2 separate regions of the Mus musculus genome follow, and region 1 is linked to region 2. Evidence: chromatin contacts called from public Hi-C data. All regions are on one chromosome and are shown on one strand. The core of a region is the stretch at or near the end of the contact, and the rest is flanking DNA. Distances in the headings are between cores, read along the strand shown.

What was found. Hi-C and Micro-C count contacts between places; a contact is called where the count stands out from the background.
Region 1: a contact with region 2 is called in a Hi-C map of embryonic fibroblasts, with 2.2 times the contacts expected there. The contact joins two enhancer-like sites. A contact is called at or near these places in 1 of 484 Hi-C or Micro-C datasets (embryonic fibroblasts) and 1 of 115 datasets of contacts at active chromatin or transcription factors (large pre-B cells).

What each region holds. Positions count from the first base shown.
Region 1 is chr14:25,523,948-25,531,046 of GRCm38.p6, forward strand. All of the region lies in intron 2 of Zmiz1 (zinc finger, MIZ-type containing 1), which reads left to right. Among named protein-coding and RNA genes, the nearest start is that of Mir3075, 6.9 kb to the right of the region's middle. Within about 2 kb of position 3,559, at least 120 of the 459 cell types and tissues checked have an H3K27ac peak or open chromatin away from gene starts, as enhancers often do. A contact at or near this core is called in embryonic fibroblasts, where this site is marked.
Region 2 is chr14:24,798,214-24,805,548 of GRCm38.p6, forward strand. Gm31838 (a long non-coding RNA gene) reads left to right here. Exons shown (of 7, transcript XR_874416.2): 4 at 416-629; 5 at 2,746-2,911; 6 at 5,540-5,702. Among named protein-coding and RNA genes, the nearest start is that of Gm32008, 15 kb to the right of the region's middle. Within about 2 kb of position 4,993, at least 13 of the 459 cell types and tissues checked have an H3K27ac peak or open chromatin away from gene starts, as enhancers often do. A contact at or near this core is called in embryonic fibroblasts, where this site is marked.

The DNA of each region.
Region 1 (7,099 bases), core at 2,309-4,808, 720 kb after region 2:
GTCAAGTCCTGGTCTGTGTGGAGGTAAAGACTTTCTCTAGAACCTCTGGGGAACCCCATATCTGACATACTTCCTTCCTGTTGGAGGATTGAGACCAGTCCCCTGCCACGGTAAGGACCCTATGACCTTGTCATGAGTTGCCCTGTCTGACCTCCCATAGCTCAGGATGTCGAAGCCCCCAGTCAGAGCTCAGTGAGGCAGGTAAGAGACTTGTGTTCCTCGAGGACCAAGGACTGAGCAGGTGTTTCTAGCCGAGGAGGGGCCTTTCCTCGGGCCCCCTTTCCCAGAGCCAGAGCAGCTGCCTGCAGCTGACAGATATGCAGGCCAAGATGACCTCTGAACATCTGGGGACTTCTATGAACCCTCCAGGCGGGATAAGACAGCCCTGAAATGGGCCTCGCTTGGCCGTTGCCGTGTTCGCCAGTCTTTCTAGGAACAGTGCTGTCCTTCCAGGCCCAGAAAGAGAAGAGCTGTAGTTGCCACTGAGTAGTGAGGGAGTCCTATTTGGTGAGCTACCTATGTTCTTGTCTGTATCCCCTTCTTGGCTGGCTCATCCCTCTCTTCTTTCTTTTGACAAATATTTCTTGGCATGTGTCCTTGCCAGCCCTGTGTTCCAGGAAAACCAGCCCTAAAGGTATTAATGGTCAAATCAATGGCAGCCTCCCAGATAGGCCAAAGGGGTCAAGAAGGTAAGGCGTGTTAGAAGAAGCAGCTATGTATAGGAATTGAGATACAGCTAACTGGGCTCTGGGAGGGAGAAGGACTCTCAGTACTGGGTGCCAAGATGAGGAGGTACCGAGGGCCACCTCAGAGCATGCAGGGCATCACCAGACTTTGCTTCAATAACATTTGAGGATACAATATTCAGCACGAAGAAGATACATGGGGAGCCTCTGTGCAGAGAAAATCCAGAGGGGTGTGGCTGGTGACTGCCATTTTACCAGTCCCATGTGAATATGGGTGCTGAGCTGGGCGGGCACAGAGTAATGAAGCTAGAGCCATCTGGGCCTTCAGGTTGGGTTTCCGCTGCCCACAGTCATCTGGTTGTTCTAGTGTGCTGGCCACCTGCCACTAGACTGAAGTCTGACCTCTATCCTCCACCCTACTTGTCTGAGGCCACAGACCATTGGCCTTCAGCATCTCTGAGCCCCTCCCAAGCTTCCTGCCTCAGAAGTCCCAACTCTCTAATCAGGCCCCTTGTCTACAACTAGCAGCCAGTGTGTGGCTCCTATCAGTTCTGCCAAAGCTTAGCAGATGCACATTCCCGCCTGTCAGGATGTCCAGGGCCAGGAGGCCGGCTGGGGCTAATCTTGGTTGGGGGTAGGGGGCACTTGGGCTACCATGTGCAATCAGAAGAACTGTGTTCCAGGGAAACCCTGGTCCCTCCCACTCTCAATGGACAGAAGAGGGTTGTAGGCCTAGAGGCCAGCTAGGAGGCCTTGCTTACTCTGATGTGTAAGAACTGCCTGGGGGAGCAGTGAGGAGCCAGGGGGGAACTAGGAGACTGTGTTTATATCCACTAAGCCCCCAGAGCAGGCCACCCACGTCCTTTTTTACTGTACCCCCAGCCTGGGTAGATATAGCCCCAACTCCTGTGAGCCATGGAGATTGGGCTGAAGTTACCTACGCTGCTAGAGTCAAGTGTGCATCAGTGGCTCCATGGACCTTTCCCTGCACACTATCAGCTGGTCTGACCTGTCAGCACTAGGCAAAGCCAGTTCCCAAAGGCCCTGTCCAGCCACATCCGAGGTTGTATGCCCGGGGAAGAAAGCAAGTGGTGCTTTTATCATGGCCTCATCCTGTAAACCAAATGGTCAGAGGCTCAGAGGTCAGAGGCCATGGTGGCCAAGCCCACCAGGCTTCCCAGTCCGTCCTGCCTCCAGAAAGGATCAGCCCTTATGAAGCGGCCTCTGAGGCCCTCCCTCTCCCCTGGGCCCAGTGTGAATTGATGGGACAGGAAGCTGGGGGGAGTGGGAGGATGGGTCTAGCCCAGGGATGAAGTACAATGAAGCGTGTCCTGTCCCCAGGGCCACAGGCACACAGGTCACCCCCACAGGAAGCCCGACCCAAGCACTACCTTGGCCCACCCAAGCTTCCCGACTGAAGCGTCTCCTATTCCCGTGGGAGCCACCACCAAGAATCCTACCCTCTTGAGAAAGGAAGGCGTGCCCTGACCCTGACCTGCTCTGCCTCCTGCCACGCTGTCCCACGGGTAGGGGCTTCTCACCCTGCATATGCATGACTGGGCTCCTTCAGACAACCACTGACTTCAGGCACACAGGAGACACCTCAGGGCAGGCCTGTATGCCGGAGGCCCAGATTCCAGATTCTTTGTTCAGGATCTGCTGCCAGTTTGGTGGTCCCCGCAAGCAAGTCACGTGTCCATTCTGGGCATCATCTGTAAAAAGCCAGGGACAAGAAGACACTTTGCCTAGCATAAGCAGTCAGTGAAATAAAACCCTTGGCAGAGGATGAGCTAGTGACTGGTGAGAACATCTGGACTTGGGTGACCACTCACAAGCTCCTCACACATCCCTGAGGGTGAGGAGGGCCCTCTGTCCGTCTTCCAGCCCAGCAGGTGAACCATGTCTGAGCTTTGCGTTTCATAGGCAGGGGTGTCAGGTCATTGGATCTGAAAAGTGTGTGTGTGTGTGTGTGTGTGTGTGTGTGTGTGTGTGTGTGTATACATGAGCATGTAGACGTGTGTGTTTGTGTGTGCTATGAGAAGGTCCTCCTCCCTCCTGGCAGATACCTGAGACAACCTCTTCAAAGCTGCTTGGCACCAGCCCAGTTCAGTGTATATATGGGTGTCTTCCCAAGGCTTCCAGGGAGTGGGTCAGGACTCCAAGGAATGTGGGTTAAGACTTGGAAGGGTTAAAGGAGATAGAGGGGTGTGCTTTGAACTAATGTACCTGTTAATGAACAGAGAGAGGGGAAGTTCCAACACGGAAGCCGCTCGGTCTCAGGATCCACTCTGTCAACCTGGCCTCACAGAGCCTTTGTCATTGCTTGGTGTTGTTGGGTGATCCCTACAAGTCCGACCAAGGGGACCAGAGCCTTCCCAGGAACAGACATGCAGAGGGACGATGACACAGTGCCCTGACGTCCTTAGACTGGGCAGGCATGGGTTCTTGGGAAGAGGAATTGGCAGTGTGCACTGGACGCAGGGCCCCTGAGTCACAAAGAGACAAAGTTAACCAGAGGGCCAGGCCAACCTTGGTCTCTTGTGGACTGGAGTGGTTGTCCAGGGCTGACACCATGCCCCTCACTTCTTCCTCTGGTTGTCTCCCTGCCCCACCCACCCCTAGGTGGATCCCGTTGTTACACACACACACACACACACACACACACACACACACACACACAGAAAGAGAGAGAGAGAGAGAGAGAGAGAGAGAGAGAGAGAGAGAGTACAGAGAGAGAGTGCCATGGCCCTCTGTTCTTTGTGGGAGTCACTCTGGCTGTTACACTGAGTTTTGGGTACAACCCAGAAGTACTGGTAGTGGGTGGAGTCACAGGATGGATGGTTATGAGTCAATATTGCTAAGCTTGTGTGTCATCAGACTGCATGCTGGGCTGGCTTCTCCTGCTGGCTGCTTTTTCTCACCCACATATGTGGGCTGCTCCTCCGGATGGTGCAATGCTGTGTCCAAAAGCTCAAAACAACTCAGGTCAGAGAATCTGGAGGCTCTGCTCCAGGCCCCAGGAGCCCCAGCCTGGTGTGATGCCCTTGATCTCTGAGATCTATTCACAGTGGCACGGAGTGGCCATGGGCACTTGAGAGCTCTCAGCCCTGACCTCATGAGAGACTCTAGACAGTTTTGAGTGATAATGGACTCAGATGAATAAAGGCAGACCCTTGGGCAGCAGGCTGCCCACTTATGGTTGGGGTAGCCTCTGGTGGCTGTCCTCTCTACTCTCCCCAAGAGCCCTGGGATGACAGTCCTGTGGACTCAGTTCACAGTGCCTAAATCTAGTACTGAGTCCAATACTGTCACTTTCTGACCCTAAGCAAGTGGCCTCCAGTATCTGAGCCCATATTGCCTCATTTGTGCAGTGAGGACGCCAGTCCCCACCTCATGGAATTGCTTTGAGTGTGGGGGTATAAGTTTGTTTACAGTGGGTGCATATGTATAAACAGTATCTTTAGACTAGGCCTGGAGTGGGGCAGTAAGCACCATGTGTCAGCCCACTGTCTCTAATCCAAACATGGCCTGTAACACTGAAGCCAGTGCTGCTTCTTTGTATCCAGCTAAGTCCTTGCTTTGCTCTGTCTCTGTTGCTATAACAAACTACTTGAGACCAGATAGTTTAGAAGGAATAGGAGTTTCTTTGACCCATATTTCTGGAGGCTGAGGAGTCCTAGTACATAGTGTTAGCATCTGCTGAGGGCTTCCCAATGAGGTAGAGGGTGCTCCATTGCCAGACTGAGCTCTTCTGTGACACCACTAATGCCATCATGAGGGCCCCACTTCCAAGCCATGAACACATAGACAGTGGGGACATATTCAAACCGTAAAATTGGGGTGTCTGCAAGACTAGTATCAGGTGCTAGAGCATCATGAAAAGACTACCCACCTCAAGCAATATCCTCGTGCCTTCCAAGCCCCCAGGGTGTGTGTTCTGTCAGTCCTAAGGATGAATGGGCAGGTGAGGGTGCGCTTCTCACCCCGACACTGTCTTCAGATTGCTAGGATGAGAGCCTCCCCCTGAAAGAACGTGGTGGGGCCGGGGAGGGGTGGTGATCCCAGCTTCTGTAGAGAAGGGCAGCTTACGCCTACAAGAAGGCCTGGCTGGCATGCTCCTAACGATCACAGGACCCTCCAGGACAGGGAGACAACCTGTAATGGGTGTGCCCTGGCCCAGGGATGGATGAGCTGATATCACATCCGTAATTGGTGCAGGAAGATGCAGAGGCTGAACTACGCTGGCACCTTCCAGGGCTGGGCCTAGGGCGCCCAGGAAGGCAGGCCTAGCTAGTCTCTGGCCATGCACAGGGAAGCAGATCAGGACTGCCCTTCTCTGCCCAGCTCCCTGCTGAGGGTTAGTCTCCTCCTAGAGTTTGTCCAGCCACCTGGGCACTGAGTAAACATCGTCCCTCTTCCCAGCTGGAAACTTCAGGGGATGGCAGGCAGCTGGACCAGGTTAGGAAAAGATGAAAGGGAAAGGCTGGACACAAACTCCAGCACTGACCAAACAAGGTGTGGGTGGGGAAAGCTGAGTTGGTGACGTGCCTAGAGACAAACTGTGGGGTGAAGCGCAAAGACCCTTTCTTCTTTAGTCCTTCAGCTGCCTCTGACAAACTCATGGGCCACCCCTGGAGAGAAGGCTGGACTCCAGTAATACCTTCCCTCCCCTTGTCACACCACAGAGGAAACTGAGGCTCAGGGCCATACAGACTGAGGCCACAGGAGAGGCAGGATTCTCTCCAGGCCTGGGTGACATTAGGGCCTTAACAAGAACAGGGCTTTTGGGCTGGAGAGATGGCTCAGTGGTTAAGAGCACCGACTGCTTTTCCGAAGGTCCTGAGTTCAAATCCCAGCAACCACATGGTGGCTCACAACCATCCGTAATGACATCTGACGCCCTCTTCTGGTGCATCTGAAGACAGCTACAGTGTACTTCGATATAATAATAAATAAATCTTTTTTAAAAAAAACGGGGCTTTCATTTGTCTGGAGTTTATAAACCTGGGCTCCAGATGCTACTTCTAGGCACATGTGGCCAGCGTCCTTAAGGGATGCCTGCTTGGTAGGGAATGTGACTGCTTGGGGGTGGCCATGGAAGTCATAGAGAACACACAGTGCCCAGTGCTGGAGCTTCTCCTACTTCTTGTACCTCTTGTGCATTTGAAGTCAACTCATCCAGGCCTTAATCCATCGATGGCTCCAGATGAGGAACTGAAGAACGACCAGCTGTTTATTTGTGGGTCAAGACTGACTCTCTGGCTCTTTAGTTGCTCCCTACCCTGCTACACACACACACAAATACACACACACACAAATACACACACACACACACACACACACACAAATACACACACACACACACACACACAAATACACACACACACACACAAATACACACACACACAAATACACACACACACACACAAATACACACACACATACACACACGAGAGAGAGAGAGAGAGAGAGAGAGAGAGAGAGAGAGAGAGAGAGAATGAACAATTCTGCAATTCTGACTCGGCCTCTGGTCTTGGGCCTCCCCCATACATCTGTGTTCCTGGGTAAGATGGCAGGTTCAGACCAAGGCACTGATCTCTGAGCTTCTACCAGGTGGTAAATGCTGCATGTTGAAGGTCCCAGAGGTAGGGGGAGGTGCCGCTCCTGAGCAGCCCCAGGTCAGCAGTGGGGAAGAGTGATGGCAAGCAAAGCCAAGAGATAAAAAATTTATTTTATGGTCCATAGCATTGAAAGTGAAACGTTCCTGCATTGGTTCCAAGACCCATATTTTGGCCACCCTGGGCCAGGTTCCCTTCTGAACAAGACCACGGCCCCTTAGAAAGGAGAACTAGCTGTGGCATCCTTGAGGTATATCGCAGTGGCCTGCACAAAAGGGAACTCCTGCCCAGTGTGTGTGTGGAGGTTGCCTAGAGCCTGTGGGTGATACAGTGGAAAGGGAAGTGGCCCTTCTTCCAGGAGCAAGCAAGCCTGACACAGACATTCTGCACATGCTCCTGGGGCAGCCGTGGAAGGGCCTGGACCTCTAGTTCTGGGATTAGTGTCTGGGGCCTTCTACTGAACAGGACCCATTACAGCTTTAGTAAATGTCACGCTAAGCATCTCTTAGCATTGCGTGCGGCAGAATTCCATGATGCCCTGCTACAGCCCAGGAAGGCTCTCAAGGTCCACCCTCTTATGGATGAGAAAGCAATCCCCAAGAGGTTCCTTGCCCAGCATCACATAGCTCAGGAAGTGGCAGAGATGAAATCCCCGTCTAGTCACTTGATGCTGTCATGCGTTCTGAGCCAGGTCAAAGGAAAAGTGATTCTTTGATGGACTGGAGAGAGGCAGGCCTGTCCCTTCCCCCCAGTATGGGGAGCCACCTACTGGAGCCATGGGTCTCTTCTGCTTAG
Region 2 (7,335 bases), core at 3,743-6,242:
GCAGATTGCAGGAATAATGGTGTCACACAGGAAGGAAGGCATCCCTGGGCTCCAGAAATGTGCATGGAGAGTATCTATCACACCTCCCTCCTGCCTTCTATGCCTGGCTGTGATGCTCCAAGGAGAGGGGCTGTGGGGGAAGACCCTCGGGGAAGCTGGAAAGTCACATACAGGAGGCATCTGGGAATTTGGAAGAAGTGTGTTTTCGTTGGCCTTATAGGCCTTGCATCCTTTCCTTCGTGACAGGAAGCTTGAAAGCTTTTACAGGGAAAACAGCACAGAGGTATGTTAGTTAGCTTTCTTGTTGCTGTGATGAAATGCCTGACAAAGCAATGTAAGAGCAGGAAAGATTTATGGTATCTCATCCACGGGTGAAAGGATGATAGAGGAGAGCCGTGTCTTTCACAACCTCCAGGAAGAAGAGTGAAACAGCTGTGAGCAGGGGCCAAAGCTCCAGGACACATCAACACCGACATCCCTCCAAGAAGACCCCATGTCCCAACAATCTATGGATAGTTACAATTCATCAACAGATCAAACCATGAAGCCAGGGAGCCTTTATGATCTGAGTGTCTTCAGAAACATTCTCCAGGCACAGCCCAGTGAGTGTGTGCTCTACTCACCTCCAGGTACTTTTCAGTCTTAACTAAGACCTGCATGTGAGCCACTGGGAGGGGAGATTTTTCTTTTGGACTGAGGTTGTGGGAGTCAGATGGGAGACAGGGTTGAGAGTCAACTGAGGGCTACAGCAGTCCAGCATAAACCTGAGCTTCAGTTTGGGGCTAGAACTGTAAGTCTAGGGGTTCAGGGAAGCCTAGAAAGAAATCAGCCCTAATCCTGGACAAAAGGGTCTGGGGGGATCACAAAGTCTTGGGAAAGTTTGAGCAGGATATACCTGAGCTTCATGAAAATCTGTACATACCCGATGTGCAGAGCTTGTTGCCTTTCTATGGCAAGCACCTTTGGACCTTGGCATAGCCTTGGTATTTTGAAAGAAGATGAAGGTGAATAGGTAAGAAGCAGGAATGAGCCACCTTTGTATGTATATGTGCTGGCTAGTTTTATGTCAACTTGACATCGTCATTTGAGAGGAGAGAACATCCATTAAGAAAATGACTCCTTAAGATCAGGCTGTAGGTAAGCCTGTAAGGCATTTTCTTAATTAGTAATTAATGGGGCAGATCCCAGCCCATTGTGGATTGTACCATGCCTGGGCTGGTGGTCCTGGGTTCTGTAAGAAAGCAGGTTGAATAAGCCATAGGAAGCAAGCCAGTAAGCAGCACTCCTCTATGGTCTGTGTTAGCTCCTGCCTCTGGGTTCCTGTCCTGCTTTTCTTCAATGATGGACAATGATGTGGAAGTGTAAGTCAAGCAAGCTCTTTCCTCTCTAACTTGCTTTGGTTGTGGTATTTCATCACAGCAATAGAAACCCTAACCAAGACAGTATAGAAAATGCTTTTGGCTCCTGGCACTTGAATTCTCTCTTGTACTCTTCAATGCTACTGTAGATGGAAGGTGAGTAGCCTGATTGGGTTCCAATCAAACACAATACAGAGCTTGAACTATGAGGTTCCAGATGTCAGGAGATGCTCTTACTGCCTCCACTGTAACTCAAAGGCTATACAAAACAAGTATTGGGGCAGATCTGGCCATCTGCTGGTGATTTGCATGTCCTTGGATTAGAGCATCTTTAAGGTTGACTCATCTTGAATTTCCTACATCCACAGTGACAGATGATGTCAGAGGTGGGTGTTTGGGGGAGCTAAAAAAAAAAAAAAAAGAAAGAAAAGAAAAGAAAAAAGAAAACCAGTCATGAGCGTTAGAACCTCCCTGAAGTTGTAGCTCACCTGGGTGTTCATTGACTGAGGTTGAGCTGGTAAATCCTGGGAGTAAAATCTGAGATGGCAACTGATAGGCCTTTGACTATAGGCTTGCCCCCCCCCTCCCCAGTCTGATAACGTAACAGGCAGCTGGCATCTAAGATTCTCTCACCAGGCAGCCTCCTCTTTTCTCTCGAGCTATTTGGACCACTGGACTTTGCTCACACTTCCCGAGTACAAGGTTGATGCTCAGCTACTACTTGACTCCTGCACTACAGTGCTTCCTCTCTATCCATGGCCCTGTGGAAGCCCCTCCCTCCCCCGCTCCCCCCACCCCCCCACCCGAAGGTTCAGAGGTACAAGACTCATCAGCTCCTTACAGGTCCCAGTTCCAGAGTTCAGACACATCTGCTTGAAACCCAGAACCACCCAGTTTAAAGATGAGTTTTCCAGGGAGAGAGTAGCTTTAATTGTTTTACTTGAGCTTTGAGGGAAGTGTGGGGTTAAAAGCCTTTTGGAAGAAGATACTGGATCAATCCCAGCTTTTTGCTAACTGTGCACTTTTGGGTAAGTCACTCACTGTGTGTTTCTCAACCAGTAATATCACAGCAGGTTAGAGCTGGACACCTGACTTCCAACAAAGGTGTCAACAAAGACGAGTGGAGTCCTGCCTTCTCCATCACCTAGCTGCAAGGGCTTGGACAGAGGTTACTCACTTGTGTTTTAAGTATACTTTAAATTCTGGACTCTTCCAGGTTTCCTTAGTAGCAGAGATCATAGTGGCTATGCACAGGACTCTTAGGACCCCATGTATCCATTACAGTAACTATAATGATCCTTAGAAATAGCATGCTCCTGCCTGCTCAGTGGTCTTGCTGCTTTCTGTTTTTATAAGTGGCTAATGCCATCATTTTCCTCTTTAACAGATGAACAAGAGAAATGATGTGGGGAAGGAAATGAGGCTTCCTAAAGCCATGAGGTAGCCCCTGCGTAGTGGATTGGGGGCAGGAGCTGAAGGCCCACCCAAGGGCCTGTCCCAGAGAAGCACGTACAGTCAGAGGAAACAGCCATTGGTTTCCTTGACTCTGAAAGGTAGGACGGTTTGGGACTGATGAGCTGAGCAGTCTAGAGCTTTCTGTCCCTCTGTTCTTCCACCTTGAACACACGGTGTGACCCTCTCTGACTGTCCAGGCCTGTGCTCAGTACAAAGCCTGAGGGTTCAATGGTCTAGTTCCAAAGTCCAGAAAATTATCAACTAATCTTCAAAATAGTTATTTATCATTTTATTACATCATTTGCTTTTGGAAATATAGGCAAGAAGAAAAAAGGAAGAAATTAAAAATAGTCATAATACTTTGGTTTTTAGACATGCCAATCAACATTTTCTCATAGACTTTTCCAGATCTCTCTCTTTTTTTAAGTGTACAAATATGTCATGCATACATACAGACTCTTGGGACGTGTCTTATTTTGTGTCCTATTTTCTCCTCTCAGATTAATATATTATTTACATGCTTCGCTAGCAGCCTGCCATTTACTCTTTTATGGTGACATAGTGCCACTTGAATTTGGGGATCTCTTCATGGTTACTAGATGATATAAATCTAGGGAAATCAAAGTCCCTTTTTGGGCTTCTTAGTTTTATTAATAAAATAATTTTTAAAAATTGAAATGGAAACTTAAGGACAATTTTACAGAGTTTAAAAGAAAAACAAAACAAATAAACAATCATGAGTGGGCCACCTTTGCAGTTGCCCAGAGGAGAATAGAGAGGAGGAGGGAAAAAGCCACACCCTTTGAACATGGAAGTTAGCCATGCAGCAGAACCGCGAGCCAGGGAGAGAGGCGTTAGAGAAAGAGTAAGAATGTTGTAAGGAAAGGATGCTTAGAGTCAAGCTAGCAATAAGGAAAGGAGAAACGATGCCTTTCTGAGTGCTTTGGCAAAGTGCTGGGTGCAGATCTGTGAAGCACTGCCCTAGGGCCTGGGACTCCAGGCAGGAGAGCACAGTATCTCATTAAAGGACTCCCTACAGGATCTCCATATTCTGCCCATCTCTTTAGCATGGCTTAAGGTGAGTCTACTTTCCAAGAAGTGGTCCCTTGGCCAAATGATGGCTATGATCCAACTGGTATGTATGTTAGGTCTCAACTCGGGCCAGAGATTCTATTCTCTTGACCAGAAAGATTTTTTCCCCTTCCTCTAACAACAGTCATGTGTTCAGAATACTGCTTAGATTAATCCTAAGAACATGCCATCATATCTATGAAAAGTAGCTACAGGAGCCACACATGTAGGTCAGTTGGTAGGCACTTGCCTACCATGCAGGAGGCTCTGGGTTGGCCCTCCAGCCTGGCATAAACTGGGTGTGGTGATGCACACATGTAATACCAGCACCCAGAACAGGAAGGCAGGAGTCTGAGGAGTTCATGGTCACTCTTGACTATCTGGAGAGTCAGAGACCAGTCTGGGTTACATGAGACTTGGTCTCAAAAGGAAAATAGAAAGTAGTTACAGGAAACTGAAGTTAGAATATGCTCCACTGCCCACTGAATGACGAAAATGCATTTTGACGGTGAGGGTGGTGGGTAGAACTTAAAGGAATGACTGGTGTTGGAGCCATGTCTTCAGAGAGAGCTTGGACCAGGTGACTGAATGTATCTGCAGTAGGAAGCACGCAGCCCTGAAGATGCGCAGGCTGTGGACAGTGGGTGTCTAGGTTATAGAAAGAGTTCAGACAGAGGAGCAGCTCCAGAGAGGGTTGGAGAGAAGAGGATTGCTTCTAGGGAGAACAGCAGGTACCAGTCAGATGGCGGGGAATGTGATGGGCAATGGGGAACCAGAGAGGATACTTGAGCTGGCAGGACATGAGGAGGTCTGGTATTAGAATATTACTATGTGAGCAGCTATGGAGGAGATGGTCTCAGAGGCAGGGAGATTTGTGGGGAGGTGGGGGTCAAATCAAAAGGAGTCAATGAGACCTGAATCTAAGGGTCAGGACCCTGAATGTACTGGGCATTGACTCTATAGAAGAAGACCCCACTGCCCTATTTGCAGGGTTCTGGGAAGGAGTTCATGGATTGTACATGGGACTATAACTGACCCTCCAGCAAGGCTGACTCGTTCGTCCAGGGATCAGAGCCAGTTATTACTAATGCTGGAGAGCCACAACCAGGGCCGCAGGAATTCTCACTGGGTGAAAAGTTCCAGGGCTTGTTTCCCATCTCAGGCAGCAGCTTCACACTCTGGAGAAGAGACCTGCTGCCATGGAGAGACAGGGAGGGGTGGGCAAGGATTTGGGAGTGATATTTCCATGACCTTCCTGGAAAACTCTGTCACACCTGCTCACTGGGGTGCAACTGGGAGGGATGGTATTTCCCCCAAACAGCCCAGGTTTTCCAGTGATCCCCAGGAGGCCTGCAGGGTGGGAAGGCTGGGTTGCAAATGTCAGCAGAGCGTGAAGGACACAGCAGAGGTTGGGTTGCCAGGATTTGCTGTTTCCTCAGCATCTGCCTCCTATCCTCATCCCTATGGAGTTTCCTTGGTTTTATAATTCACTCGCTTATCTTTCTGCATGAGGTGAATGTGTGTATGTGTGCATCTCTGTGTGCACATGTTTGTGTTTGTGTGTGCACACGCATGCATGCATGCGTGCCTGTGGAGGCCAGAAGTCAATGCTGCATGTCTTTCCTAATCGCCTTCTGTCTTACTTTTTGAGGCAGGCTCTCTCACTGAGCTCAGTGACTGAACTAGACTGGCTGGAGCCCAGCAAGCCACAGAGACTCTCCTGTCTCCACCACACCTTTCTGCTTGGATTACAGGCACACACCGTCACACCTGGCTACAGGCGTCCATGGTCACACCTGGCTTTCTACCTTGGCTCTGGTGAGCCAAACTCAGGTTCTCTTGCTTGTGTGGTAAACACTTGGCCTCCATGAGACGGGTGAGGGAGTACTTTCCTGGCATAGTGAATTGAAGTTGTGTAGCCGGAGGATGGGTGCTGTATACTTTTGGGCATGGGATGGGGGACTGGTGGAGAAATAGCAGGGTGCGGCTGACTCCTCCCACGCTCCCCACTTTCTCCTTAGTGAGGGGTTTCCCTCCTCTCTCCCCCAGCAACAGCAGTGGAAAATAACTGCCCTGACCTTACCAGGCCTGTGCTCACATGACTTCTTGAGAAACTGGCCCAGACATTTCCCAAATCAGGGGGGATCATTGGTACCACAATTGGAGGCTCAGCCTACTCATGCAGAATCAACCCCTCAGCGATCTGTTCCCTCTCTCTTGGGCAAGACAATACTTCAGAGCTTGTACATTATTGATTCACTCACCGTGTGCCTATAGAGTATCTGGTATGTGTCAGACACATACCAGCATTAGGGATAAGTACTAGGGATACCGAAGCAAATAAACTACACATTATGAAGCTTACAGTGGGAGGATAGCAAGCCAGAAGCTGCAGGCATAGACAATAGAATGGATACACTGTGGTGATTGCTGGAGAGACCAGGACATTCGAGAAAGAATATTGTAGGGGATGCGTCTGTGGAGTTAGGAAGACTGCACATGCTTGTGTGTGCACTCACGTGTGTGTGTGTGTGTGTGTGTGTGTGTGTGTGTGTGTGTGTGTGTGTGTAATTACACAGGATGATAGGAATTACTCAAGGCAAGGATCACAGAGCAGAACACACACAGGAGGGTGTGGAGCACATGACTCAGTGCATTGGAGGACATGACCAGTGTTGATGTCTGAGTAGCAGGATGATTGAGCTAAGATGGAGGAGGTCCTGTCCTTAGTGAGGATGAAACCTGAAGCAGAGCGGCACCTTTGGAATGGATTCTTTTTCCAAAGCGCCAGAGGTAACTAGAGAGATGGTGCAGTGGTTTGGGGAGCTGCTGCTCTTTCAGAGGACAGAACTTGGTTCCTAGCACTTATATCAAACAGTTTACAAAGACCTATAACCTCTTCTGGTTTCCACAGGGGCCTGTACATATGTGGCATGCACACATGCACATACAGGCACACACATACACACATAATTTGAGAAGTCATTACAAACAAAAAACAGAAAACCAAAGAGCTAGAGCCTAGGCCTGCTTCCTGACCTCCGGGATTTAGGAGAAGTGTGTGTAGCCCCATGGCACCAGAGACTCACCTTCCTTCTCAGCCTTGGGGAGACCCTTGAGATCATCCAGGGAAACTACCAACTATGAAAAGTCCCCTCAAGGGCCCATGTATTGATAGCATGATCCCCAGCTGGTGGCAGTATTCAAATGCTGTGGAAATGTTAGGAAGTGTGACCTAGTTGATTAGATTGTTCAGGAAGGTCCTTTGAAGGGCAGAGTCTATTCCTTAATACGTCCTCCTCTCTTTAGTTTGCTATGGGTGGGTAAAGAGAGCTTCATGCCACAATGCCCCACTCTCTGTGGCATCCTGCTTCATCAGAAGCCTGAAGCATTGGGATGAAGAGTCTGTGAACCAAACTCTCTTAAACATGAGCTAACCTTTCCTTCTTTA